Linked DNA regions of Mus musculus: all the other regions are linked to region 5. A link is a contact called in public Hi-C, HiCAR-type, Micro-C and promoter capture Hi-C data. All regions are on one chromosome and are shown on one strand. The core of a region is the stretch at or near the end of the contact, and the rest is flanking DNA. Distances in the headings are between cores, read along the strand shown.

Region 1 (3,683 bases), core at 527-3,026, 2.0 Mb after region 5:
TGTGTTCCATGAATTCTGGTAGCTCGAGAGCAGGTGCATTGAGGAAGGAAGTCCACACATGAAAAAAAAAAAAAAAAAAAAAGCGCTTCTAATACCATTCCAACCAATTGTCTCTGGAGGCTGGGCTGGAGGACCATAACCAGCAAGGAACCCCACAATGGCCTTTGGGATGTGTCATAACTGTAGACACTCCTGCTCAGATGCCACAGGGAACCCTTGAGAAGGGGGACCCAAATTCTTACTTGCTCACAAAACACTGAGATGTAATATCAATTTCATCAAAAGACAGATGTAAGTGGCCGGTGGGTTAGTGCTCTGAGCATGGGCTCTGAAGCACCAAACTGGGCGCAGCTGCTTATCGGTGCCTCCACAGGGTAGCTCTTCTCACAAGAGACCCTTCTCCAAAGCCTCCTGAGCAATGACAACACTGTACCCTCCCTGATTTAAAGAACAGTTTTTATTGCTTTCTGAAACATTGAAAACCAGTGAGCTGTACAAACCAAGACAGTAACAATAAAATATTGAACAATGTTGCTATTCTAAAAGGAAGCAATTCCTTAAACGCCTCAGCCACTTCCTCAGGCCAACAGTGAAAAAGGTACAGAAATTCACAATAAACCCAGACCAAGCACCATTTGGGTCACGAGATAAATGAACTCTTATGTCTGGAAAAAAAAAATCTGTCCCACTAAATTAAGAAGTTCACTGAACAAAAGCAGCTGTCCGGTAAACGGCGAGGCACGCAAGCTTTACAATTTCCATTTCATCTTTGTAGAATAAAGCAGGTTTATAAATAGCCTGACATTTGTAATTTGACACTTGTCTTCTCACATTATTCTTGGTAAATGCTCATAATAGGCCTTTGGCTGGCACACAAAATTCTAAATACCCGTTTCAAAGGTAAAGTATATTTGAGCAGAGGAACGCACACAGTTTAACCCCAGCACTCTGGAGGCAGAAGCAGGTAGATCTCTGTGAGTTTGAGGTGAGCATAGTCTACAGAGAGTTTTAGGTCAGTCAGAACTACACAGTGAGACCCTGTCTCAAAAACAAAACTAAAGTGTGCATATATATCCATACATACACACACACATTTATATTAAGAACACATTAAAAATTTTAAAGCAAGTTTACATGTGTTTAATATTGATACACACTCTTGCACACAAGGGTAAGTTGCCTCTGAGCTAAGTAAGCCCCAGCTCTGTTTCATTTTAAACGGAAAGATAGCCATAGACAAATCTAGCAACAGCCTGGGGTGCGGGGAGCAGGGGAGGGGTCTATGGCCCTGGCCAGAGGCTGAGATCCCGGGAGCGAGAGCGAGCGATGCTAGCTAACCCTTCCACTGGCTAACCCAGCAGCTGGGATCCAGGAAAGCGGCAGAGGCTCTTCCTCCTCATCCTGGGCGACATGAACCAGAGTAGAATGAGCTACTTACACTGAACGCCCCTGGTCTTCAGCTCCTGAGTCTGAGTAGTGCTGGGGACTGTGATCTCCTTCTGGAATCGCTTCCTCTAGTTCTTGTAGCAGAGGCTTGCCTCATGCGCAGGCCCCATCCTGATCCCCCTGACCCATATGCACAGGTCAGCCTGGGTTTGAGCCGCGGGAAGGGCGCTGGATGCTTGTTCTTAGGCACAGGAAACTGGAAATATGCTTTTCTTCTCAGGGAAATGATAAGCGTAGGCTCAACTTCTGCAATTCTGTTTGCACGGGCGGGCGCAGCAGGCCCAGATCCTTCCACCCAGAGAGTCCCTAGAAGCAACTTAAGCTTTCTGTACTCCCCTCTTTCACCAGAAGGCTGTTAACACCGCCTCCTCTGCACCCCTGCACCCCTGCACCCTTGCGCCCTGCACTTCCTCTGCGCAGGCTAAAGGCCAGCCTCCTGGGACAATTGAATAGTTCCTTTTTTCCCCCTCCTCCATTTTTGCTTCACATTTTAAGGACATCTGAGGTGATATCCCTGAGTTTCATATTGCCAAGGCCTCCGGACCCCTGGCTCTATGTGCTCTCTGGCTATGGACCTTCTTCCTAGTGGGCACATCTTGCAGCCGCTTAGCAATGTCTAATGGTTTCTGAATGAAGTCGAAATTTTAAAAAAAGAAAGGGGGGGAGGGGGTGTGTGGAGGGAACGACAGAAACACCCTGAGCTTTCAGTGACACTTCAGTCACAAGTCACTCTGAGAAACTGTGAGGAACTCAAACTTCTTTAGAGAGGACCTGAAAAAATGAAAGCATTTAGAAATACAGGCTCTTGAGTAAAGCAACCCCAGAGCTCACAATCAACTCCACAGCTTCCTCGGGCTGTTTCGGATGAGCACGTGGCATGACTGGCTCCCCACGAGCTCGCTGTGACACCTGCGGCACACAAGTAGGATGTTCTACATTGGGAGCAGGGTGACAAGTTTAGTTTTTACACACCAACACGAGCTATTTAGAGGAAAGTGGGTGCGGAGGGAAATGCGTCTTTGTTTCGTTAACCTTTCTCCTTTGGACTGTCAATCATAGGAAACGGGCAGAGCTTTAGTACCGGAAGTATCTCCCCCAACACAGCTGGAAACTCACTGGATATTCCCACTGTGAACTCAGAGGTCATTCTCTACCTCTTATCTCCCACCACAAATGTCCTTGAGCCTTTAGCACTTCTCATTTGGCTCCCACTCTCCGCTAGCCAGCAAGACTAATCTGTGGCGTACTGATGACTCAGTGGTTACCAGGAACTGCTTGAGTACAAACCTTAACCCACTGGGCCCACCCATTTTGAATTAGGATCAAAGTGGGGGGGGGGGGTAGAGGGAAGACAGCCATCAGTCCCAGGCTCCTTGCAGTTAAAGCCTAACTGTGTGCCTGCATAAAACAGCACTGCTTATAACATCAGAAGCAAGAAGGACCACGGCCCTTTCAGCATCGTTTTGTATATAGAGGCATTCCCCAAAGCTGCTTGCGCGACCGCCTACAGTCGCTTATGCTCTGTAATGGCGCTAAAACAATATGAACAATGTATATTGAAATCTACACTCTTAAATATTTATAGTTCTTACTAAAAGAGGTAATGCTCTTTTGAGATAGGATCTCATATACCCCAGGCTGGTCTCTAATTTTCTATGTAGCTGAGAACTTCTGGTCCTCCTTCCTCTACCTCCCTAGAGTTGGAATTACACACATCCACCACCTAGAGCAGCTTGTGCTCTCATGCTAATTTATGTTACCCAAAAACCTGTTTGCAGTGTCCTGCATGTAGGCTAAAGGAAGCCTACCCCCAGCTGGCTCTGATTGGAAAATAAAGTTGCCAGTGGCCAATGACTGGGCAAGGAGACAGAGGCGGGACTTTTAGAATTCCAGAGTAAGAGAGGAGGAGGAAGAAGGGATCCCACCATGAGAAGGGCATAGGACAGACTATGCCAGGAAGGAGCAGGGGGGAGAGCAGGCTGAAATGTAGGTACGAGGGGGAAAGCAGCCCCAGAAGGGCTGCCCAGAAGGGTCTTGGACAGCAAAGATAAAATATATATTTAGTAAGTGTTAACTCAGGAATATCAGAAGGGAGTGTATGCTAGCTTCGGGGCAGTTTAAGTGCCATTTATCTAGGTAAGGTATATTAAAAATAAACCAACGTGAGCAAAAAGCTAACGCGAACCTACCAGGAGTATAAAGCAGAATTTTAACTATTTGCTGAGACAACCACTAAG
Region 2 (3,582 bases), core at 787-3,286, 1.2 Mb after region 5:
AAAATGTTATGAGGGAAGGCTGAAGGGCTACATCCAGAGCCTTTTCAGAGTGCTGAGTTTATAAGTTCACCTCTGGCCCTCCCCTTGAGCCTCATGGTTCCCCCTCAACTCCCCACCATCCCCATTTGGCTTCAGTTAAAAGCTGGCCCCAGTTAGCCCAGGAGTTCCTCTGACCAGATGTTGGCCCGAGACCCTCTGTATACTGACAAGGCCAAGATGCAGTGACCCAGGCTTATATATTCCTATCCCATAATTTTAAAAGGGGGATTGACCCTAAAGTATGTTTGGAGACCACGAACTTTCAGAAATCCAGTAGACAGAGGGCTGTTATTGCTGCTATTTTTTATTTTATTCACCTTAGCCTGCTGCTACCTAACCTGGCCAGTTAAGAACTGGAGGAAGCCAGGATGCTTTACTGTACTAATAAACTGTTGAGAGCTCTAACTTGCCTCAGAATCAGAAAGATAACCACTTAGAGACAAGAGAGGGAGTAAGGGCTTAGAATAAAAATCCAAATCTGCATTTAAAAAAAATCACTTTCACTGTTATCATTAATTAATCGCCTGCTGCAAAACAAGCCCTGTCGTCCTACTCGAGGAACCAGGGAGGGTGCTGGAAAGGAACTCATCCCGGCAGCTCCGCCCAGGACTTGGGCTCCAGCGCCGCGCGGCTAGGCGGGGAGGAGGCTCCCGGCACGTGACCCGCTCCAGCCGCCCTGGCCCGCGACCCAGATCCGTCCCCGGAACCCAAGCGCCGCTGCCCTGGCCCTGCTGCGCTCCAGTGCGCGTGCATTTGGGGCCCAGGTTCCTTCTCGGTTCTCGTGCCGCTGGCGATAGCGAATGTCCGAGAGTGAACGTGATTGTCAATTCTGAGAAATTAGTGTAGGAGCAACCTGGGGTCTCCCTGCCCACGGGGATGGAATTCAGATTCTTATTTAGCTTGAGTTGTGGGGACACTGAGCACCTGGGGACGGCTGTCCCCAGCTGTGTGGACCGAGCTCCCGAGGACACGGGGCGCGCGCACGGCATCCCTGCGCGCTGATGTGGCAGCCGCCGCAGGTCGCATCACGTTGCCGGCCCTGTGCTGGTACCCGCTGGAGACAGGATTAAGGAGGGAGGCCGCGGAGGTGCCAGTAGTAAACGTGGGCTCGCCACACTCTCGGCGTGGCTTATCGCACGAGGGAGACGGGAGGCAGCACAGTGTCTCGCAGGCTGGGGCGGGCAGGACCCGGACTGCGTGGCTTTCCCGCAACAGTCCTTGCGTGCCTCCTGCCCTGTGCCACCCTTCCCCCTCCCTGCTCTCCCCCGGGAGCACCCGAGGCCCCAAACGTCATCTGCCTCTGTGTGATTAGTGTCACCGCAATTCCGGCTGCTGCGGGAAGTTTAGGTGGCCCGGGGACACTGTTGCCAGAACCACTTGGTATGCGACATTCTGAATCAGTGTCTACATTTTCACTGATCTTAAATCCGGGAAGCAAATTGCAAGTCACCCCCTTTTCAGGGTAGGTCTCCAGCCTGACCTAAAGGGTGTCTTTCTACCCGACCCTTCTTTCACCCCTGGCCAGTAAACAATGAGCAAAATCTCCGAATTTTCCTTCCCCGCTCAAGTTTAGCCACCACGAATTCGCGTTCTTTCTCTGGCCCAAACCAACAGCAATTGGTGGGAAAGCCAAAGGCCACGTCCTCGGTTCTGCACCGAGATGCTGGACGAGCCGGGGGAGCCCCTCGTCCCGCCCCGCCCCCGCGCCCTGCAGCGCCTCGGGGAAGACGAACGGCTCGCCGGGTGGCCGCTCCTTCCAGGTGGCCCCAATCAGGTGTCCCCGCCCCCTCCCGGCCCCTCCTCCCCGCCCCCCTCCGGGCTGGACCGCGGATGGTACGTTCCGCACGTGAGCTGGGTGCTGGTCTGGCCGGCGACGCGCGTGCCCTGTGGCCAAACACTGCCCGGAGTGAGAGCAAACTACCAGCGCAGTGCGTGTGTGCGCGCGGGTGTGCGCGCGCGGGTGTGCGAGAGGGCGAGCGAGCGAGCACGGGGCGGAGGGGCGGCCAACTGCTTCACACTTTCAATACTGCACTGAAGAGGGAGAGCGAGACAGCCTGGAGACGCACACATCCCCCCAAAATCTCTCCAGGCGACCGTCCCACAGATTACAGGACAGAAACCTCCAAATCGAAACGGACAGCCATTGAACATGGACGAAGGAATCCCTCATTTGCAAGAGAGACAGTTACTGGAACATAGGGATTTTATAGGGTAAGGTGTACGCACCGTTGCGAATATCTGTCTAGGCGTCGGTTTGGCTTTTTTTTTTTTAATCCCCTGCACAAAGTGATATGGAGCGGGTGAGGGCAGAGCCCCTCCCGGAATGGGGGCCTGATGCTGATTTCTGTTTTTGCAGACTGGACTATTCCTCTTTGTATATGTGTAAACCCAAAAGGAGCTTGAAGCGAGACGATACCAAGGTAAGTCTTAAGTTTCCCATAACCTGCCTGGATAGTTAATTAGGGCCATTGATTTCGCAAGGAAACTCTGCCCGCAAATATATTCCAGCCCTGAGCTTTCCTAACTGTGAATTTTAAGTGGCTTGCTGGATACTCCGGGGGATATTCAACACCGCACCTGAATTTAAATTGCATTTTAGAAGTCTAGAGGAGAGAGTTCTGGGCATTAGTTCATTACATAGTGTGTTTGGGGGTTGGGGTGGGAGGGTTCTATCCAGTAAGTGAATGAATGTTTAGCTCACTGCTGTATCTTTTCTCTGGCTCGTGTATGAAGGATACCTACAAGTTACCGCACAGATTAATAGAAAAGAAGAGACGAGACCGAATTAATGAATGCATTGCTCAGCTGAAAGATTTACTGCCCGAACATCTGAAATTGACAGTAAGATGCACATTTTCATTCTCCTGATGGACTCCGGGGTGTATTTACCTGATAAAATTCCCAGAGATAGGATAATAAATGTAAATATTAAGAGGCCTGCCTTCTAACTTGTGCTGTAACTAAGAGTTTCCCAGAGACTCAGAACAGGGGCTCCGGGCTAATGGCAGAGATCATTGACGACCTGACTGTGGGGAGCTGAGCAGCGCTTCCTTCCCAGTGGTGTGTGTGTGTGTGTGTGTGTGTGTGTGTGCCTGTCTTAAGTTGCTGGGCTGCGTGGAAATAAAAATGCGTGTTTTAAAGTAACCCCTGTCCCCCTTTGTCGCACCACTGCAGACACTGGGGCATTTGGAGAAAGCAGTAGTCTTGGAATTAACTTTAAAGCACTTGAAAGCGCTAACAGCCTTAACTGAGCAGCAGCATCAGAAGATAATTGCTTTACAGAATGGTAAGTGGGTCTGAGGAAGCCAGCCTGCCCTGATACAAAAGGGGGTAACGCTGGGGGCGCAACGCTAGGACTCCCCCGCTGCGTCCTCTCCTGGTGAACGTCGCCTCTTTCCCTTTGGTGGCAAGTACCCAGAGCATCCCAAAGGCTTCCCGCAGAGCTGGAGGAGCCCCGTTTTTATTTAAAGTGGCGGCTGCACCTCTTCAGTTGGGTTTTTCAGCCAGGAAGAGAGCGCCTCACCGCGCCACCCCCTCCTCTCT
Region 3 (3,583 bases), core at 418-2,917, 1.9 Mb after region 5:
GGACTTTGAGTAAAGGAATGATGGCGTTGTCATTTTAGTAGGACACTATTATTTCTAATAGGGGCTTGATGCCCAATGATGTTATTCTGCCCCATGATGTTCAAGTGACCAAAAAAAAAAAAAAAAAAGCTGAAGGAAATGGAGACGGCAGTGTATTGTTTCAGTGGTCTAGTGAACTAGACTCAGTATTCCTTCAGACTGTACTGGAAAACTGTCCTGTCAGATTTCCCCATACCAGAGGTTGTGCGACCATACGCCTTTAGATGGTACAGGTACATGACAGGAGAGAGGGGCTAGTACAACCCGTGTCAAGATGAAGAGATGCCAGAAAGCAGCCCTCTTATTACTCACAAATCCTGCCCAGGGACTAGAGGACATCAAAACTCAAAAAAGCATGCACAGAGTCTTGAACCATGGGATCTAACACATCTCTACTATTAGTTTTCCTCTTAGGAGAGAAGTTGATAATGACACAGTGATTTTGAGTAAGGCCATTTCTCCTGAGTCACCATGTTAATTACTGTACTTCCACACCACTTCCTAGTTTAGTCTGAGGTTTTCTGTCACTAAACACTAGTAGTTGCTTTGTTGAATAATTCAAAACAAAGGCTACCTTCCATACCTCAACAGCTAAGATAAAACAAATTTGAATTTATATGCAGTAGGTGTTAAGTTTTTATCTCATTACCAAGGTTCGGAGGGCAGTAAGGTCTTAAGTGTTGTGCAACCAATGACCTTAACCCACAAAAACTAGCTGTCAGTCCTACTGAACAGAACATTTAGTTTATGTAAGGGACAGAGCATTAGTACTCTATCTTGGGTTAGACGGGCCGTAAGCTGGGGTTGGGTTAAAGAACTGTCTCCATTCCTCTACGTCTCAAGTGCCTTTTCTTATGGAGAAGGGCTGAAATTCTGCAGGCTGCCACAACAGTACAGCGCTCCGTGACCTTGGGACAACAATGGCTTACTGGTTCTTAGAAGTCACGTTAAACTAGTGTGTGAGCAGCTCTTGAGAAGGGCGAATGCTTTGCATAGAAACTAAACTCCCACGATCAGTGAAGAATCTGTACTACTTTAATATCAAGGTAGCGACCCTCTTGGAGCTCGCCTTTGTGGCCAGATGACTCCCTGGGGGACCCGCCCGGAACCTATGGCTTCACCTAGTCGTGAGCTGGCGCCATTCCCCAGATCCCCCGGGAAGGGCTCGTCCAGACGCAAAAGAAGCGAGGAAGAAACCTTTTTACAAGGCTGGCCGTGGCGGGCCTCGGCTATAACCCCAGCTCTCAGGAGGAAGCTGAGGGATGCCCGCGAGTTCCAGGTCAGCCTGCGTTTCAGTGTGAGACGCAGCTCTCCCCACGCCCGGAAGCCCTCGCCTAAGGCATACTTCACCACCAGCAGGTCTGGGGTCCAGACGACAGCTTGCTCAGACCGCCTCACTCCAGCGCTTTGCGGCACCACGGCCGTAAATGCTCCGACCGTCTGCCGGAAGTGGGCGGAGCTGAGAGGCGGGGGTGGGCTCAGGGCGGGACTACAGGCAGCAGTGTATGGGACTCGAGGCCGCTTTCTTTGCTGGGGCGGGGCATCAGGCGGAAATGGGCGGGATTAGGTAAAAGCCGCGATGTGGGCGTACCTTATGTGGGAAGTGTGGCTTGTGTAACCAGTCTACGACTTGGGCAGTACTCACCGGAAGACTACAGTGCGATTGCGCAGGTTGTCCTTCGCAAAACACTGGGAGTTGTGAGTGGGCGTGGCCTGTCGTCTTGACAACCGTGAGCGTTCCTGCTCTGCAGAGTTCACTTATCCCTAAGCAAAGTTCCTGCTTCTGTCATGGTAAGCCAGGAAAGTGAGGGAGACAGGAAAGGGGCAAGTGCGGATTCCACTTCAGCGCTGTCGAGGGAGGGCAGGCAGACAGGGGCAGTGCGATCCAGAGGTGGCGAGATCCAGATCTTTGCAGTGACTAAACTTTACTAGCTTCCGGTGATGTACATTCCCACTTTGGCTCTGACTGCCTTGTCAGAAAAGTTTTCATTCCAACGCAGAACAATATGGAGCAAATTTCGTGTGTTGTTTCCCATTCTCCATCAAGAGATCATCAATTATCACACTCGTTGAGGGGAGATTCAGAGTGCATTATTTGTGTTTGCTGGCTGGAAGCCAGAGACACACAAAGGAGAATATTACAGCCCTCCGGCTCTGTCAGTTAAGCAGAATATCAGACACAAGCTTTACCAAGGTAACAGCTGGTGTATCTAAAGCGGAGTAATCAAGCTATTAAGGGTAGGAGAGAAGAAAAGATTGGTGCTTTTCAGTCTCTTTTAAGATATAAGTATGTATTTTCTGTAAGTGGTGGGAAGAAATGGGTAGTGAAGGCCTCCCCTGGCAAGACCCCCAATGGGTCATCAGCCAAGTTAAGACTGCTGGCAAATTACAAGAACAAGCACGTATTTGCTACATCGAAAGGTGGATTTAATTTCTTTTTCCTATCTACATAGCACTGTTTCTCAAAGACTTCCAAGCCATTTGGGGGAATATTTAAAATGTAGATTCCAGGAGGTTGCAGCTTCAAACCTAACTGTATCATGGGGCTTCCAGGAAACAAAGTACCATAAACATGTTTGCTTAAACAGTAGAAACTGCTTACCTCACCATTCTGGAGACTGAACATCTGGGGTCAGGGTGTCAGCATGGGGGCAGGGATTTATTCAGATCTCTCTTCTACTTCTAAATAGTTCTTTAGTGTGTAGCAGTGTAAACTCATTTTTTTCATACGATGCTTATTTTCTTCATGAGGGTCTGTATCCAAGATTCCTCTTTGTAACCTGTACCAGCCATATTGAGCCAGAGGCCTGTCCAGTTCCAGTATCAGCTCTTCTTAATTGGGTGAAATAATTACAGACCCTTTTCATAAGCAGGTCAAACGCTAACACACAAGAAGTTAAGATTTTAGTATATGAATTTGAAAATGCATAATTCAACCCCACAATCTAAGGAAGTATACAATTCAGGAAGGGAAGCAACTATACTGTAAGTCCAAGAGGACAAATTTCTCAAAAAGCTTGTCAGGAAGTCCTTTGCCACTTGAACGTTGAAAAGTTTTACTACTGATGGCTCTTATGTTTATGTGAAGGATAAAGATAGGACTTTCCCCACACCTGTTTCATGTTAGAAATACTAGTGAGGGATAAAAATGTGCCCATCATCTTTAGGATATGCTCTTTGAGGAGGATATTTACATAGCCTACCATACAGTATTTGTTTCAAGATGGAAATATGTTAACAATGTGTCAGGGAATACTACAGCCAGGATAAAAATTATTTGTAAAAATCACATGAGAGCAAAGCCTCCCTCGTTGCTCTCTCCCTGATGAATATTTATGGAGAGAATTTCTGAAATGTGTGCACCTTGCAGGAAGATGTCGTCTAAATCTCATTTACTGTGTGCCAAATTTGGCACTGGCATTTTAGAATGATGTTCCCATGGCTCGAACCAGCCCTTCCTATGTGCAGCTCTTCAGATATGTAAACTGTGTAATTTACACTCAGACGGCCTCTTACAGGTTCTTTACCAGAGAGCTGATGGGCA
Region 4 (3,796 bases), core at 406-2,905, 1.3 Mb after region 5:
CCCCAAAGCTCCTGTAGCCCAGAAACAGGGCTTGATGGCAAAGATCTCAGTCCATTATGGCCAATTGAGCCCGGTACGGAAAGTACCATCTTGAGACTCTTCAAGGGAGGGGTGACTGATTGGGAGGATTTTTAGAAAAGATTTAATTACCTACACTGCAAATTACACTGTGTTGAATCTGATCCTCCAGTAGAAGAATCATCAAAGCGTGTCCAGTCTTCTTAAATGGAGTATTGGCCGTGTGTACTTTTGAGGTTTAGGGGTAGCTCCCCATGGAAATATATACGATCACAAGAACCATTAACATGACCACTAGAGGATAAAGCACAAACCACTTCCCAAACTGCTAGCGCAGTTGTCCGGAGCCCTGATTCCTGGGTTTATCAGCACCCCACCCCCACCCCCACCCTGCAGTGGGCTGACATTCCCGATTGCCTCCAGCAAAGAACAGGTTTTTGGGTTTAAAAAACAAAACAGGAAAGGTGCCGGTTTTCTGTGCCTCCAAGGTACGATCACAACCCCTGGCAACCACAGATTAAAGACTTTTAAAGAAGAAAGAAAAACTACCTACACCCCCACACACATACACATACACACACACACACACACACACATACACATCCCAAAACTGGGCAGAAACGCAGAGATCACCACATATTTAATATACTTCCCTGGGACAAAACGTGTCTCATGAAAAATGGCTGAGCACCAATCTACAGTTAGGTATCTAAGTGTTCGTCCCTGCTGTCAGCGGGTTGGAGGGATTTTTTTTTTTTTTCTCCTTAACGCAAGGCTTTGATGTGTTGGCAGAGCTGACCTGACAAGCTGGAGTAGGCTAGGAAACGTGTCCTGCATATTTCCTTCTGTGCCTCCAAAGATTAGGACCAGAACTGACTGCGATTAAACCCTACCTAGGATCCAAGGGCTTGAGCCCTTGATGCTGTTCGATGCTGGGAAAGTAGTGGTTCCGCAACCCCGGGCAGCTCGGCGATGCTGAAATGAGCAACCCAGCCCCTAGCTGGTCTCCGCCGCCCACCACCGGGCCGCAGCGGCCTCGCACGCCAAGCCCCCGACCCTTAAAGTTGAGCCTCCTATGATTGCCCTCTGCAAGTTTCCAGGGTGCAGGACGCAGCCAACTTTGCAAGCCGCCTCTGGGCGACTCGCTTCCCCGGAGGGGCTGGCCACCGGGGAGGCAGGGCGGCTACGGTTCAGACAAAATGCAGAAGCCTTCCAACCGCCACTTTTCCTTTTCCAGAGGGGAAGCTCTCCCTCCAGGCGAGCATCCGATTTCCATCTGGAGAGGGAGAGGGCCGACCGCGCATTCCCCTCGCCCACAAAAGTGGCCTCTAAAGTCGCTCGCCAAGGACACCGGGAAGGAGGCGACCCCGGGCAGGGCCAACTTTCGGGAGGCGAGGTGAGGGCGCGAGGGTGACAGCGGCGCCGCGGGGGGCGCGGGCCGGGAAAGTTGTACTTACTGCGCTCGCAGCCCGTCCTCGTAGTCCCGGTGCACGGCCCTCGGCGGAGGCCCGGCCCGCCCAGGCTGAGGCGGCGGCTGAGACGGCCGCGGCCGGCGGCGGCGGAGGGCGAGCGGCGGGCCGGGGCTGAGGAGGCCGGGCCGCAGGGCGGCGCGCGGAGGGCTGAGCCGGCAGAGAGACGCGCGGGGAGGGCGCACGCCGGCCTGGCCCGGCAGGGAGGGCGGTGCGCAGCGGCGCAGAGGAGGAAGGGCGGAGGAAGGAGGGCGGGACCGATAGGGCCGCGGAGCCCCGCACAGGGGCGGGATGAGGGCCGCCGCGAGAGCGAGCCAGCCGGGGAGGCCGCGCCGGGGCAGGGAGGACGAGGTCTGGGAAGTGTGGTGGGGGGCCGAGGAGGCGGGGCGGAGGGCCTGGGCGGGTGGGGCGGAGGCCGAGGAGGCGGGGCCAAGGGCCAGGGAGGGAGGGGCGGAGGGCCAAAGAGGCAGGGCGAACGGCCCGGGAGGGCGGAGCGGAGGCCTAGGAGGCGGAGCCAAGGGCCAGGGAGGGAGGGGCGGAGGGCCGAGGAGGCGGGGCCGAGGGCCGTGATTGCAGGTGGGCAAGGGAGAGCAGGGTGCAGAGCTGGAGAGAGCTGGATGCAGGGCTGAGAGGGGGGCGGGCCGAGGGCCAGGGAGGAGGGCCAAGAGCCAGAGGCTCCGCCCCTTTTCTGGTCGCGGCGCTGGAGAGAGGAGCAGTGTTATACCCCTCACCAGCTCGGGTTACAGCGGCGGCCCCGCCTGCAGACAAGGTTCGGGACAGCGCGGTGCGGCTTTGTGGGAGGCGCTGAGGCCGGTGGGCCGGAGCCTGGCTGAGGTTAAACATTTCCTCCAGTCGCTCGCAGGCTTGGGGTCGCCAGGCCAGTGAGACCTTGCAGCTGACCGCTCTGCGTCTGCTGACAGGAAAGAAGGGAGAAACGGCCCAGCCTTTCCAAGGACTGGTTTGAATGGCTTTTCCTGTAGAATAACTGTGAATTGATGTCCACCGCAGCAACCAGTGATGACCGTTGCAAGTGAGGAGAGATTAAAAAAAAAAAAAAATGAAGTGAATGAATCGAATGTAACAAAGGTTTTAAAAGAGTTGGGATCACTGGAAAGAGGATTGTCACAAGTTCGAGGTCAGTATATGTTACCCTAGCAACAAGCAGTATCAGACCTCAAAGAGTGAATCATATATTATTACACACACACACACACACAGAGAGAGAGAGAGAGAGAGAGAGAGAGAGAGAGAGAGAGAGAGAGGCAGGAATTTTGCCAGAAATTCAAGAACAGCCTGGGCTACATTCTTTGGTTCCAGGGCATCCTGGGCTACAGAATGGGACTGTCAAAAAAGAGAAAGAAGTCTAAGTCGAGCATTCTCCAAGGCATAGTTTGGATTGCTTTTCCTGAGTAGCTGTGATTCAGCAACAGCACCCCCACCTCCCTGAGCAGCAGGCCATGATAGAGGCAACAGACAACGAGGGGAAAAAAGGCAAATGAATCAGAGGTGAGTAACAAAAGTTTAGAAAGAACTGGGCTCAGATTCAAAAAATGCACCCACACACCTTTAAAAATAGCTTTTAATCAGCAAAGGACATCGGAACATTGACCTGGAAGTGCAAATTCATATGTTGTTTCACTATTTTTCTGTCATGCAGTGCCTGAAGTGGACAAAATTCAGTCTTTGGGCTAGAAATGCTCACACATGCCCGAAGCTCAGTAGTAGTTATTAATTTGGAAAGAGATGGTGTGGCATACAGTGGGAGAGAGGCTAGAATGCATTCCAGTTGTAAAATGTTCCCTTTATTGCCTAGGCACTTGCTTCTTATCATCAAAATAAGGATATGAAAAAGGACTTCCAGTTTCTCACTTCTGTTCGAGAGACTTTCTTGTTTAGACATTTGTTTCCTCCGGTTTTAACCTGTAGTTTCTCCCCAGCTCACTAGCTCCTTCACCAGTAAGTAGAAACAAAAAAGAGAATGCTAGCTAAGACTTAAATGCAAGGAAGCAACATTTGAAGAATTTGGTGAAAGGCTTTCTCTGGGAGTCAAAGGCACAATCCAAGGAAATAGGATTTCAGGGGAGTCCTCCTGTAACCCTAATAGGATCTTCTCAAAGGGGTTTTCTGGCCTTGAGGTAGACTAGCTCTAACATCTCCTCCCCCTGTCAGTCCTCTACTCAACCACTGAACAGGATCAGCCGCCTGCCTGATTGCCAAAGCCAGTGGAAAATCTTAATGCCCAGTTTGTGCCTTTTGCAGAATTTGCCAGTCTTGACCTATTCTTTTTATTTTTTTTAACTATAAACAAG
Region 5 (3,804 bases), core at 328-2,827:
GACAAGTTAAAGAAAAGCGAAGGAAAAACAACCGTTATCTTTCCCAATAGCCTTCTCTGCAAGCCGGTCTAAGGCAGAGAAACCATTCTTACCTGGGGCCTGCACCTGAAAGAAGACCACTAGGCTAGCTGACACAGTACTCGTCTTCTTCCTAGCAAGCCCTGGGCTCCCTGGGAACTCCGCCAGAGGCGACAGGCCAGCAGCACTAAGCAAGATGCCATCGCCTCTGGCCAGCAAACACCAGGGCAATGAATGAAGGGTGCAGACACCCCCTTTGCACTTACCGCTTCTGGTTCATGGAGGCCACCTGCAGCCACTCGTTGGTGATGGGATTGTAGGAGTGTGCGGCAGAGATCTCCTGGCTGGTGATCCTGTAACCACCCACGATGAAGAGGTAGTTGTCCAAAATGGCTGAGCCGTAGCCCCTGACGTTCACCAGGTCGGGGGGCAGGTTGTTGGCCAGGGGGAACCAGCGCTCCGTGGTCTCCTCGTACCTAAGCATGGACGGGGGTTCCCCCTGATACGGGTGCGGGGCAAGGGGTCCCCCGAGGAAGTCCCCCAGGGCCACCAGGACCGGGGTCCCGCGCATGCGGGCCTCCCTCAGCCTCTGCTTCAGGCTGCAGTCCCCGGGGGCCTGCGGCGGCGACAACAGTAGCGGGAATTGCGGCTGACACAGCACCTGGTGGAAGCGCAGCACCATGAAGCGCAGGCAGGCGTCCTGCAGGTCGGGCAGTCCGTACACCTGCGCCAGGCGGTACAGCTCCAGGCAGTTGCCCAGACGCACGTGCGACAGCAGCAAGCGCAGAAGCGCCGTGACCTGCAGAAAGGACGCGGCCTCCACCATCTCGGACAGCACACTAGCCTCGGCCAGCTCGTCCTCGCTCAGGCCCCAGCCCTCGCGCGCGCCGCCCGCGTTGATGAAGTCCAGCACCAGCCGCAGGCCCGGAGCGCTCAGGCCGCGCAGCTGCTGCACCTCCGGGCCCACCTCGGGCCGCACGGCCTCGCGCATGCCGGAGCGGTAGAGCGCGCGGAAGTAGTCGCTCTGTTCGATCAGCTTGCTCTTGCTCACCGGGTAGCAGCGGTCTTCCAGGCGGATCTGCACCATCTCCTCGGCCGACATGGCTGGGCCGCTGCGCCCCGCCGCTCGGCCGCTCAGGCTCCTCCCCCGGGCGCACAGCCTCCGCCGAGCCCGGCCTGCGCTCTCGCTTCCTTCCTTCCGCCGCCGCGGGCCGCGGGCCCCGGGCTCAGCCCCGCCGGTGCGTCACACGCCCTCCGAGTAAACGGCCTCTCTGATCTTTAATCCATGTGTCTATGTGGGTTCCTCCGCTACAATGCAGGTGCCAGGAAGCCAAAGGCGGCAGATCACCCTGCAGCCTGAGGTAAGGGCGGTTGTGAGCTGCCCTACGCGGAAACGGAGCTCCTGTCCTCCGCAGCAGGAGTGTGCACTCTTAACCACTGTGCATTTCTCCAGCACGGTGTTGTTAGGAAACAAACAAACGCGTCGGTTCGCGGTGCTCGCCCCCTACGCACAAGTCACCGTACTTGATCTTCTGGTGTTTCCCGCAGCCCCACAGTCCCTGTGTGAGTTTTCCTGGGCCAGTCAGTACTGCGAGGTTTTAGATCCGCGGGGTGGTTCCAGAGTGGACTAACGGATTACTAGGGCTAAGCAATTTATTAGAAGAGTTATTAACTCCATGGACAAGACAGACAGATAGGAAGGCAGGCAGTGGCATGGTTCAAACCCCAGCACCAAGACAGCAGAGTCTCTGAGCAGCAAAAAGGGCAGGTGGGTGGAGAGGATGCGGAGATGGGGATGCGGAGATGAAGATGCGTCAGAGCTGTCCCCTCTGGGTAGCACTTGCCCGCTCTCATCCCTATCTACCCCACCACCACCATCCCATCATAGCTGTTAGGAAAGAACATTTTCCTATGTTCCCTGGCGGGACGCTTGGTTAGAAGGCTGGATCCCAAAGGCTGTAATGAAGCGATAGTGTCTGCCCTGGTACCCATGGTGCCCTGCCTTGCATTCCCCAGCATTACTGTGTCCGTCGGCTGCTTCACAGAGAGAGGGCTGTCGGCCATTATATTCTGCAGAATACACACAAAGGTAAGGAACTATGAAGTACAGAAAACATTCTAGCAGGATCCGGCCTTCCCATGGGAAAGAGACACAACACATGGACCTGAGGCTTGCTATGCCTTACTTTCTTGGATACTCTGAGAAACTTGGAACACAGCCCCGTGATTGACAGGCCTGCAATCATTCCTGGCAGGCTTCCGTTCCCCATCTGTCACTCTCAGTGTTTGGGGTATGAGGAGGGTTTCAGGTGAGGGGCCAAGGATTTAGTAGATTCTACAGCAAGGCAAAATGCCACAGCTACCATTAGACATCAGGCTGGGGGCTTCTGGGAGGGCTGACTTAAAAAAGGCTGGACCTGGATCTGTCTGCGCCTCCATCAGCAAGGCAGGATTCAGTGAGTCACCAGAAGAACAGGCTCTTAGTCTCTGGCTCTTTAGAATCTTTACCAATGGAAGCTTTTGTTTCCAGACCAACTGGTATTCTCTTGCCTTTTAAAACAAACCAGAAAGCCAACCTTTGAGAATGATTCTCATTAGAGAGGCAATTCAACCCTGGTCACATTACCACAGTGAGGTCAGCTGGACTGCAATCTGAAGTGGTACCTGACAATACTGGGCACCGCTCCTGCAAGATTTTAACCCCTGGCCATACGATGGGGCATCTTAAAAGATCCAATAACTTCAGTAAACCACACAGTGTTCTAAAAAGCTGGGCATAAAGACAAATACATATAAACTTCTTTGTTACAAAGTATTTAAGCTATAGTAGTATCAAGGCTTCATGAACACGTTGTTTAATGTCATCATTGAGTGGATGAAGCTGTCATTGATCATTAAACACTGACAATTGGTGCTCAGGGTCACAGCCCTAAGGGGCTCACTGCTGTTGCTTTGCTAAATGGATATGCTATCAAGTTACCTTCTGAATACTTACGTTCATAGCCACAGATCAGTGCTGCTCTCCATCCGCCTTGGCCCAAGAAGTCTCTGTCTGTAGTGGGCAGACAGCTCATCAAAGTGCTGAGAACAAGGGACTGGGTGTTCAGCCCTAACCGGACTTCTATAGCAACCTCTCCCCACAAGCTCAGGGAACTACTTGGAAGAAGGGGCTAAAAGAGCATAAAGGTGGGAGAGTGGGGAGGATTTGCTGTGGAATGTGTGTCTTTTGTACGGGAAGAGGAGATCACACTGGTGAGCTCTCAGAACTATGGTCTGCACTAGATAGCCAACAAGAAGAATGGTCAACATTCCAGCAAGGTTACCAAAAAAAGAAGAAGAAGAAGAAGAAGAAGAAGAAGAAGAAGAAGAAGAAGAAGAAGAAGAAGAGGAGGAGGAGGAGGAGGAGGAGGAGGAGGAGGAGGAGGAGGAGGAGGAGGAGGAGGAGGAGGAGGAGGAGGAGGAGGAGGAGGAGGAGGAGGAGGAAGAGGAGGAAGAAGAAGAGGAAGAGGAAGAGGAAGAGGAAGAAGAAGAAGAAGAAGAAGAAGAAGAAGAAGAAGAAGAAGAAGAAGAAGAAGAAGAAGAAGAAGAAGAAGAAGAAAGCAAGCCAGCCAGCCAACAGAGGGCCTGAAGCAGGAAGGGGATATTTACTGGAAGTGTTTGGGGGAGGAATTAATTGGTGGAGAGTATGCTCCAGATATATTATGTACATGTGTGAAATTGTCAAAGAGGAGATTAATTCAAAAATATTTTGTGCAAATTAACAAGCACATCCATATCATTAGCATA
Region 6 (3,622 bases), core at 274-2,773, 1.2 Mb after region 5:
CCTTCCTCATGAACTTGTAACTTAACAAGATCTAAATTTTGAAGCTAAGAAGAGAACGTTGTGGGTGTCTAGGAATAAGGAGGAAGTTACCCCAGAAGAGAGGCATCTGTGCCCTTCAGGCTGCTCCGATTCTGCCTCAGCTGTATCTGTTGGGGGAGACAGGTGAGGTGAGAGCCGGGAGTGTGGTCTGAGAACCAGCTGCTCTGGTGTCTTATGAGCAGCAAAGAAGTGCAGCATTTCATTAATTGTGAAACCTGTTGAGTCACCGCCTGCACCTGGACGGATGATTTCGGTGCCTAGAAAAGCTTAAGCAGCACCAGTCTACAGCATTCTCAGGGACAGAAAACTCAGATGCAGTTCAGAAAAATTCCCAACAGTTAGAAATTTGGTTCAGTGAGCATTCTCAAACCGGGAAGTCCCTGAAGCAAGCCAGCCCAGAGGCACAGCCTGGTAGTCCCAGCTACTCTAGAGGCTGGGGCAGTGGCAGTCATGGGAAGACTTTGCCTGGACTATCCAAGAGTTTAAGGCCAGCCTGGGTACCAAGAGGTCTGGAAATGTGGGCCAGTGGTCCAGAGCCTGTGTGGTTTGTAGGATGTGCTAGGCCCACTGTAAATTTGCAGTACGATACACAGAAAAAAGGAGGGGAGGGACAGAGGGAGGGAGGAAGAAAGGGACAGGGAAAAAAGAGGAAGGAAGAAAGAGAGGAAGGGAGGATGGAGGGAGGGAAAAGAAGAGAATACTAGAGTCCTTTATAATTCCAGCTGCTTCTTGGGGCTTTGTTGTGACTTTTTACTGCACCCCCAGCTCTTAGCTCCAGTGCTCCCCAGCCCCCAGCCTCAGTACCCAGTACTTCCTGATACCCATCTCCTAGTGCTCCCCAGCCTCATTTCTCAGTGCTCCCCAGCTTCCATCTCCCAATGCTCCCCAGGCTCATCTCATAGTGCTCCCCAGTATCCAGTGCCCAGTGTTCTCCATTCCCCACCAGCCATCTCCCAGCCCCCAGTGCCTAATGCTCCCCAGCACTCAGCAGCCATCTCCCAGGGCCCAGGGCCCAATGCTCAGTCCCAGCACCTAGTCCCCAACCCAGTTCTCAGTTCCCAGCTCAGCCCACAGGCCCTGAGCCAAGACCCCTCAGAGGTCCTGGAGACCAAGGTCATTTGTAATCAGAGTTTTTGTAGGGCTTTTTTCTTTAATGATGTCACATAGCTTCCACCCTCAGAGAATCTATCTGAGCCTTGGTGGGCGCTCAAGGTCTCTAGATCTTGTCTAATGTTTCCTGAATGCAGTCAACAGAGAATCTCTGTATGGGGGTGGGGGGTGGGGGACCACAAAAAATGGATTCAGGAAAGAAGAAGCTGTTTTAAAGGTTAATTGTTGATTCTATTTATAAAGATAATCTCGTGTAGCCTTGGCTAGCTTCCAGCCTCCCTCCCTCCCTCCGTAGCTAAGGAAGTCTTCAGGCTTGCTGCTCTCCTCTAGGGCTGGGGTTAGAGGCTTGCACAACCACACCTGGTTTCAGTGGTGCTGGGGGATGAAGCCAGAGCCTTGTGCGTGCGTGCACGGTGCTAGCCACTGAACTGAATCTCCAGCTTCATGAGTCCATCTAAAAATACATAACTGCAGATGTTGTTGAAACTGTCCAATGACCAGGGTGCATGGGGCTACTGTCTGCACTGTGTGTTTCTGTTTGTGGTTGGGGCACTTGCTCACCCACCCTGTTATTAGCAGAGTTCCTCCTGTGCTTCTCTCCTAGATACAAAGTGTTGGTCCTCCTCTCTCTGTCCTCCGTCTCACAGCCCACAGTTGATAAACTTCCCATCAGTCAGGTGTCTCAGCCCTGAAAATGGATGGGCTAGCCTGCTCTCAAGCTGAAAACAGATGGGCTAGCCTGCTCTCAAACTGAATTTCTAAAAGGAGGTTTCAACAAGGGATGGGTGAGGGGAAACCTGGAGGCAGTGGGACAGCACTAGAGGAATCAGTGTGGACTGACATAGCTATGTCTTGGAAGGACCCTTTCTTGCTGCACCCTGGGTCTCGTCCTCCTGGGTGGCCACAAAGCAGTCGTGAAAGTCTACTCAGCAGAGAGCCAGGTCTGTCAGGTTCACCTCTTTGGGGTCCAGGACCTTGAGAACATGTTACAGCCTTGCTTTTTTTCTCCCGTGTGTCATGACACGTGCCTTAAATAGTTTGTTTAGCTTTCAGTCAAGGAAAGGAGGCTACCACCAGGTACTCTGACACAGAATTGATGTTAATGTTAAATTTCCTGAAGTTGATCAACTTGTTATGGGTGTGTTATGGGATATTAATGTATTTGGGGTCAATGGGTCAATGGTTATCAACTCACTTCCAAAGACTCAGTCAAAACTTTAACAGAAATAGTAATACTACCTCTCTCTCTCTCTCTCTCTCTCTCTCTCTCTCTCTCTCTCCCCACAGTGCATTGGGCTCTCCCAAACTAATAATAAATTTAAAAAAATGCCTTACAGGCATGCCTATAGGTAATCTGATGGAAGTATTTTTTCATTTAAGGTTCCCTCTTCCTTGATCTGGCTAGGTTTATGCAAATTGCTAAAAACAAAAAGCAAAACAAACTTAAACAACCTTTTGAGGGATTCCCTCCTGAAAGTTAAGAGTTGTGCTGTAAGATCGAGAATCGATAAATGGGACCTCATAAAGTTACAAAGCTTCTGCAAGGCAAAAGACACCGTCAATAAGACAAAAAGACCACCAACAGATTGGGAAAGGATCTTTACCTATCCTAAATCAGATAGGGGACTAATATCCAATATATATAAAGAACTCAAGAAGGTGGACTCCAGAAAATCAAATAACCCCATTTAAAAATGGGGCTCAGAGCTGAACAAAGAATTCTCACCTGAGTAATACCGAATGGCACAGAAGTGCCTGAAAAAATGTTCAACATCCTTAATCATCAGGGAAATGCAAATCAAAACCACCCTGAGATTCCACCTCTCACCAGTCAGAATGGCTAAGATCAAAAATTCAGGTGACAGCAGATGCTGGCGAGGATACGGAGAAAGAGGAACAGTCCTCCATTGTTGGTGGGATTGCAAGCTTGTACAACCACTCTGGAAATCAGTCTGGCGGTTCCTCAGAAAATTGGACATAGAACTACCGAAGGATCCCGCAATACCTCTCCTGGGCATATATCCAGAAGATGTCCCAACCGGTAAGAAGGACACATGCTCCACTATGTTCATAGCAGCCTTATTTATAATAGCCAGAAGCTGGAAAGAACCCAGATGCCCCTCAACAGAGGAATGGATACAGAAAATGTGGTACATTTACACAATGGAGTACTACTCAGCTATTAAAAAGAATGAATTTATGAAATTCCTAGGCAAATGGATGGACCTGGAGAGCATCATCCTGAGTGAGGTAACCCAATCACAAAGGAACTCACACAATATGTACTCACTGGTAAGTGGATATTAGCCTAGAAACTTAGGATACCCAAGATATAAGATACAATTTGCTAAATGCATGAAACTCAAGAAGAACGAAGACCAAAGTGTGGACACTTTGCTCCTTCTAAGAATTGGGAAGAAAAAACCCATGGAAGGAGTTACAGAGACAAAGTTTGGAGCTGTGACGAAAGAAT
Region 7 (3,870 bases), core at 285-2,784, 1.9 Mb before region 5:
TGGAGACAATCTTTCTGGACTCGGCGCTGGCGGAGGGAGTGCTTGCAGGAGGTTGGCCTGGTGCAGTTTGCACCGTGGGGACGCTGCTGCGCGTGGAAGGTGAGTGATTCTAGTCCGGACATCGGTGCAAAACTGTCTCCGAGGTTTTGTTTTCTGTGATTTTTTTTTTTTCTTTCCTCCCTTTACCTCCCCCGCCTCCTCCGTCCTTCCCATACACAAACACACAGGAAGTTTTGTCTTGGAGATGGCATTGCGGGGAGCGCTGCCCTCGTGCTCTCCGGACTCCAGATTCTTTTGTACAGAGGCGTTGGAGATGCGCTTCTTAATTGAGGAGGATATTTGAGGTAAACCGAAAGTCAGGGTGTGGGGAAAGTGAGTGCAGCGTGGAAACGAACGAGCTGCGGCGGACTTGCATCCACGCTGAAAGTGACAATGACTTTTCTAGGTCGTAGTGTTTCCTGCAGACCCGGAGAGCAGGGTCGGGGTCGCAGATCCCGTGTGGGCTCTGCTCTGGCCAGGGGCTTGGGCTCCGCGTGCACCCGCGTGTTGCGCTACCCCGGCGCTCGCGACGGTGTTTGCACGCGGGTGAACAACAAAGCCGGAGCTCGGAAACTAACTTGCCAGTTCCTGGAGCCGGCGGCCACACAGGCTGAAGGCAGCTGGTGAGGGCCAGCGCCGGGATGGCGCGACGCACGCGGCGTGGCGTTGTTGGAGAAGTCCGCAGGGACGCGGCTGCGACAATGAGCGCGCAGCACGCGGTCTTTGCACTCGGCCGGTGCCGAGTGGTCTCTGCAGCCCAAAGTTCGCTGTCCGTCTGGTCACCTGTAGCGTGGGTGCGGGCGACACGGGAGGGGTGGCCGTGGCCCGCGGCACCAAACAGTGCGGATGAAGGCGGCGGCGCGGTCCGCTGCTTGAGGCACCCAACTCTTTTTTTTTTTTTTTTTTTCCCTTTTTGTTGTGTGTGCTTCACCTGACAAGCCACGTGCTTAGGGCCGCGACCGTGCTACATCTCAGTGTCCAGCTCGGAGTGAGCCGCGGGCTGCGGTCGCCGTCGGGGCTGTCGGGAGCAGGACAATGTGATTTCCTGGTGATGGCGTCTTGCCAGTTTCCAAAGCACAGCGAAAGTCGCCAACTCGCAGCATATGCACGGCGGCGGGGACCTCTGGGCGTTTCTCATCCGGGACTCCGCAAAAGTTTGGCCCCAGGGACCAGTGGCTCAGGATACCCGAGCTCGCGTGGGTCCCCGGGCGCGGGTCCGGGTCGCCCCGACGTCGCCGATGCCGCCGGACAACAAAGGGCCGCGTGTGCCCGAGCGGCGCGGGCCGGGCGGGGCGCGGGGCGGCTTTTGTCCCTTAGGTCCTCTCGGAAACTTCAGCGGCGGCTCAGCGAGGCTGTGTCCGTGGGGGCGCCTCGGCCTGCGGGTCACCCATGCGGAGCGACGGAGCGCTGCTCGGCGGGACGCACGCGTGGCCGGGGCTCCGAGGCACGGGAGGCCGCGTCTGGGAGGTCCGTGCATCCGCCTTTGAAGTGGAACTGTTGCCATGTTTGAATTACGTCAGGCCGAGCGTGCGGAGCGGCCCGGGAGCAGAGGCGCGGCCTTCGGGCGGCGCCGGCGGGGCGCGGGCCGTTGTTCCAGCGCAGGTGAGGGCGGCGGATGGCGCGTGGTGCCCGGGGACCCCGGAGCGCTGGGCTCCCTCCAGGAGTGGAGCTCCGCGCCCTACCCAGGACCTCCGACTACACGCGGGGAAGTTTCGGGGCGCCGGCTCTTGCCCCTCTTGGAAGTGGAGACTGAGGAACTGGGGGTGCGTGCAGCCTTTGTGTGTTTACACGTGGGGCGACCGGCGAGGCGCAGGGCAGGTTGGGTTGGGCGGCTTTTAAGACGGAGCAGTTCTGGTAACCAGCACCCCAGTCCGCCTCTTGTTATTTTTCTTCTCACCTTTCCTTATTGCAGGTGAAGAATGACTACGAGCCAGACGTGCACCGTGTCCCCCCTCCCCCTCCATGTTAGGAGTTCGTTTCAAGTAGGCTCTTGGTCTTCTCTTAATGCTTTCTAAAGAAGGATCCGGCAACTTTTTTAGTGAGAGGTGGACGTAAAACTTGTTTCTAGCAGTGTCCGGAAAACATCTGCTTTTGAACTGAAGTTTGTCAGACTTGAAAATCATTTTAATGGTTTTTGTGCTGCAAAACTGAACGCGAAAGTCTGGGGTTCGTTTTTTGAGTCCCCGCAAAGCATAAATGCATTTAAAGTATTCTGAGGATGTTTTGTGTTTTGACCTTAAAGTATGCAGGACTCAGATAAATCTTAGATAACCTTGAGAACTGCTGCATCTGGGGAGTAGGGCCTTTCCGAGATAAAGGATGCTGGGAGAAGTTGCCAGTGTAGGGAGCCCTTGCTAGTTTCACAATTCCTGGGAACTGGGACTGACCTTCTACTTACCCTCTTACACTTTTTTCAAGCTAACTTTTTGGTATGTGGCTCCAGGCATAGCTCAAAAATTATGCTCGTTTGACACATGGATGCTTCTTTGGTATTTGGGGTTTGCTTGCAGTCTAGACATCCAGCCCAGCAACACCATATCTGTTGCGACTTTCACAATTAATCCTGTGTTTCAGTTAGCTTGTTTTCATCTAGATGTGGCCTTGACTGGGAAATAATAATTTTTGAAGTGAATAGAGAGTGTGTCAAGAAAATTAAAAACCTTGGATATTACAACCTTGGCTTTCCTTTGGGTGACTCCAGGGACATGTGAAAATAACATGAGGTACTTTGCAAACATTGTTTTGTTTTTAAGTAGACTACTTACTGCAAGACTTCAGCTTCCTAGGAAAGTCTATACACACATGTAGAACTAAATGATTCTGTTATTATCAAATGATGTTTCTAAGAGAGATTTGAATGAGTTAAGAGAGAAAGAAAAGCAAGGTCTTCACTGCCTTCTTTTATTTTTGTGGGTGGCTGGAGATTTTAAAGAACATCTGTGTGTGTGTATCTTCATATATGAGGCCAGGTGACTATTGGGGATAGTCACCTCAACCACATGAATTTAGGGATCAAATTCAGGTAGGTGGTCAGGCTTCATTGGCTGAGTCATCTTGCCAGCCCTGTTTTAAATGCCCACCCTCAAAACTTGCTATGCTTGTTTTGAACCCCATGATATAGCACCTGTTAGATAAGTGTTGTACCACTGAGCTGCCTCCACAGGTATAAAATGCCACCCCCCTCCCCAAGACAGGGGTTCCATTGTAGCCTTGGTTGTCCTACAAATCACTTTTTAGACCAGACTGGTCTTGAATTTGGAGATCCACCTGCCTCTGCCTCTGCCTTCCAAATGCTTGGGATTAAAGGCCCATGCCACTGCCAGCCAACTAAAATAAACTTTTAAATGGGAAAATATTTTTCTCTTGTTTTGATCTCTCTTTCTCTCTCTGAAGATTAATTAATGTGTGTTGGCATTTTGCCTTTATGTATGTCTGTGTGAGGGTGCCAGATCCCCTGGAACTGGAATTGTGAGCTGCCATGTGGGTGCTGGGAATAGAACCAGGGTCCTGAAGAACAGCTATCAATCTTAACTGCTGAGCCATTCCTCCAGCCTCAATGGGAAAAAATCTGAAGCCAACTTCTTAAGGCTGCTTTGAGGACAATTAATTTCCTATGCCAAGCTTTAGAAATATGTCCTTTGGGGTTGCTTGCTGCTCTTCCTAAAATCTTGATAATGGGATCCCAGCACTCATGCCAGGTGTTCCATAACCACCTGTAAGCTGCAGAAGACCAAACGCCCTCTCCTGGCCTCTTTGGGCACTCTGACACTTGTGCACACACCTACATTGACATACATACAGGTAATTAAAAATAAAAGAAGAGCCGAGCAT

Evidence for each region. Promoter capture Hi-C pulls out the DNA fragments that hold promoters and counts their contacts. A called contact is a pair of places that touch in the nucleus more often than the background predicts. HiCAR-type assays count read pairs that join an accessible place to other places. Capture Hi-C pulls out chosen DNA fragments and counts their contacts.
Region 1: a promoter capture Hi-C map of pre-B cells shows a contact between it and region 5, with 2.6 times the contacts expected there. The contact joins the promoter of Lrmp here to the promoter of Klhl42 in region 5.
Region 2: a contact with region 5 is called in a Micro-C map of embryonic stem cells, with 6 times the contacts expected there. The contact joins the promoter of Bhlhe41 here to the promoter of Klhl42 in region 5.
Region 3: a promoter capture Hi-C map of pre-B cells shows a contact between it and region 5, with 5 times the contacts expected there. The contact joins the promoter of Casc1 here to the promoter of Klhl42 in region 5. A contact is called at or near these places in 2 of 39 promoter capture datasets (neutrophils and pre-B cells).
Region 4: a contact with region 5 is called in a promoter capture Hi-C map of liver, with 2.9 times the contacts expected there. The contact joins the promoter of Rassf8 here to the promoter of Klhl42 in region 5. A contact is called at or near these places in 1 of 39 promoter capture datasets (liver) and 2 of 9 other capture datasets (adipose tissue and liver).
Region 6: a Hi-C map of pro-B cells shows a contact between it and region 5, with 4 times the contacts expected there. The contact joins the enhancer-like site here to the promoter of Klhl42 in region 5.
Region 7: a HiCAR-type map of astrocytes shows a contact between it and region 5, with 5 times the contacts expected there. The contact joins the promoter of 3010003L21Rik here to the promoter of Klhl42 in region 5. A contact is called at or near these places in 8 of 39 promoter capture datasets (the 3T3-L1 cell line, 3T3-L1-derived adipocytes, the C10 cell line and 4 more), 1 of 484 Hi-C or Micro-C datasets (CD8 T cells), 7 of 115 datasets of contacts at active chromatin or transcription factors (astrocytes, embryonic stem cells, forebrain and 4 more) and 1 of 9 other capture datasets (adipose tissue).

What each region holds. Positions count from the first base shown.
Region 1 is chr6:145,119,862-145,123,544 of GRCm38.p6, reverse strand. It overlaps Lrmp (lymphoid-restricted membrane protein), which reads right to left and starts at 1,776. Exons shown (of 19, transcript NM_008511.4): 1 at 1,439-1,776.
Region 2 is chr6:145,863,874-145,867,455 of GRCm38.p6, reverse strand. Bhlhe41 (basic helix-loop-helix family, member e41) reads left to right here and starts at 2,036. Exons shown (of 5, transcript NM_024469.2): 1 at 2,036-2,250; 2 at 2,396-2,459; 3 at 2,773-2,880; 4 at 3,214-3,325. The coding sequence starts at 2,189.
Region 3 is chr6:145,209,054-145,212,636 of GRCm38.p6, reverse strand. Casc1 (cancer susceptibility candidate 1) reads left to right here and starts at 1,667. Exons shown (of 16, transcript NM_177222.4): 1 at 1,667-1,830. The coding sequence starts at 1,828. It overlaps Etfrf1 (electron transfer flavoprotein regulatory factor 1), which reads right to left and starts at 1,490. Exons shown (of 3, transcript NM_133688.3): 1 at 1,385-1,490.
Region 4 is chr6:145,744,646-145,748,441 of GRCm38.p6, reverse strand. It overlaps Rassf8 (Ras association (RalGDS/AF-6) domain family (N-terminal) member 8), which reads right to left and starts at 1,655. Exons shown (of 5, transcript NM_027760.3): 1 at 1,476-1,655. Gm15704 (a long non-coding RNA gene) reads left to right here and starts at 68. Exons shown (of 4, transcript XR_869590.3): 1 at 68-1,414; 2 at 2,408-2,622; 3 at 2,805-2,993.
Region 5 is chr6:147,088,848-147,092,651 of GRCm38.p6, reverse strand. It overlaps Klhl42 (kelch-like 42), which reads right to left and starts at 1,577. Exons shown (of 3, transcript NM_001081237.1): 1 at 285-1,577. The coding sequence starts at 1,120.
Region 6 is chr6:145,843,727-145,847,348 of GRCm38.p6, reverse strand. No RefSeq gene overlaps it. Among named protein-coding and RNA genes, the nearest start is that of Gm38927, 3.1 kb to the right of the region's middle. Within about 2 kb of position 1,523, at least 34 of the 459 cell types and tissues checked have an H3K27ac peak or open chromatin away from gene starts, as enhancers often do. A contact at or near this core is called in pro-B cells, where this site is marked.
Region 7 is chr6:148,942,521-148,946,390 of GRCm38.p6, reverse strand. 3010003L21Rik (RIKEN cDNA 3010003L21 gene) reads right to left here and starts at 1,534. Exons shown (of 2, transcript NR_144294.1): 1 at 1-1,534. Sinhcaf (SIN3-HDAC complex associated factor) reads left to right here. Exons shown (of 6, transcript NM_019643.4): 1 at 1-99.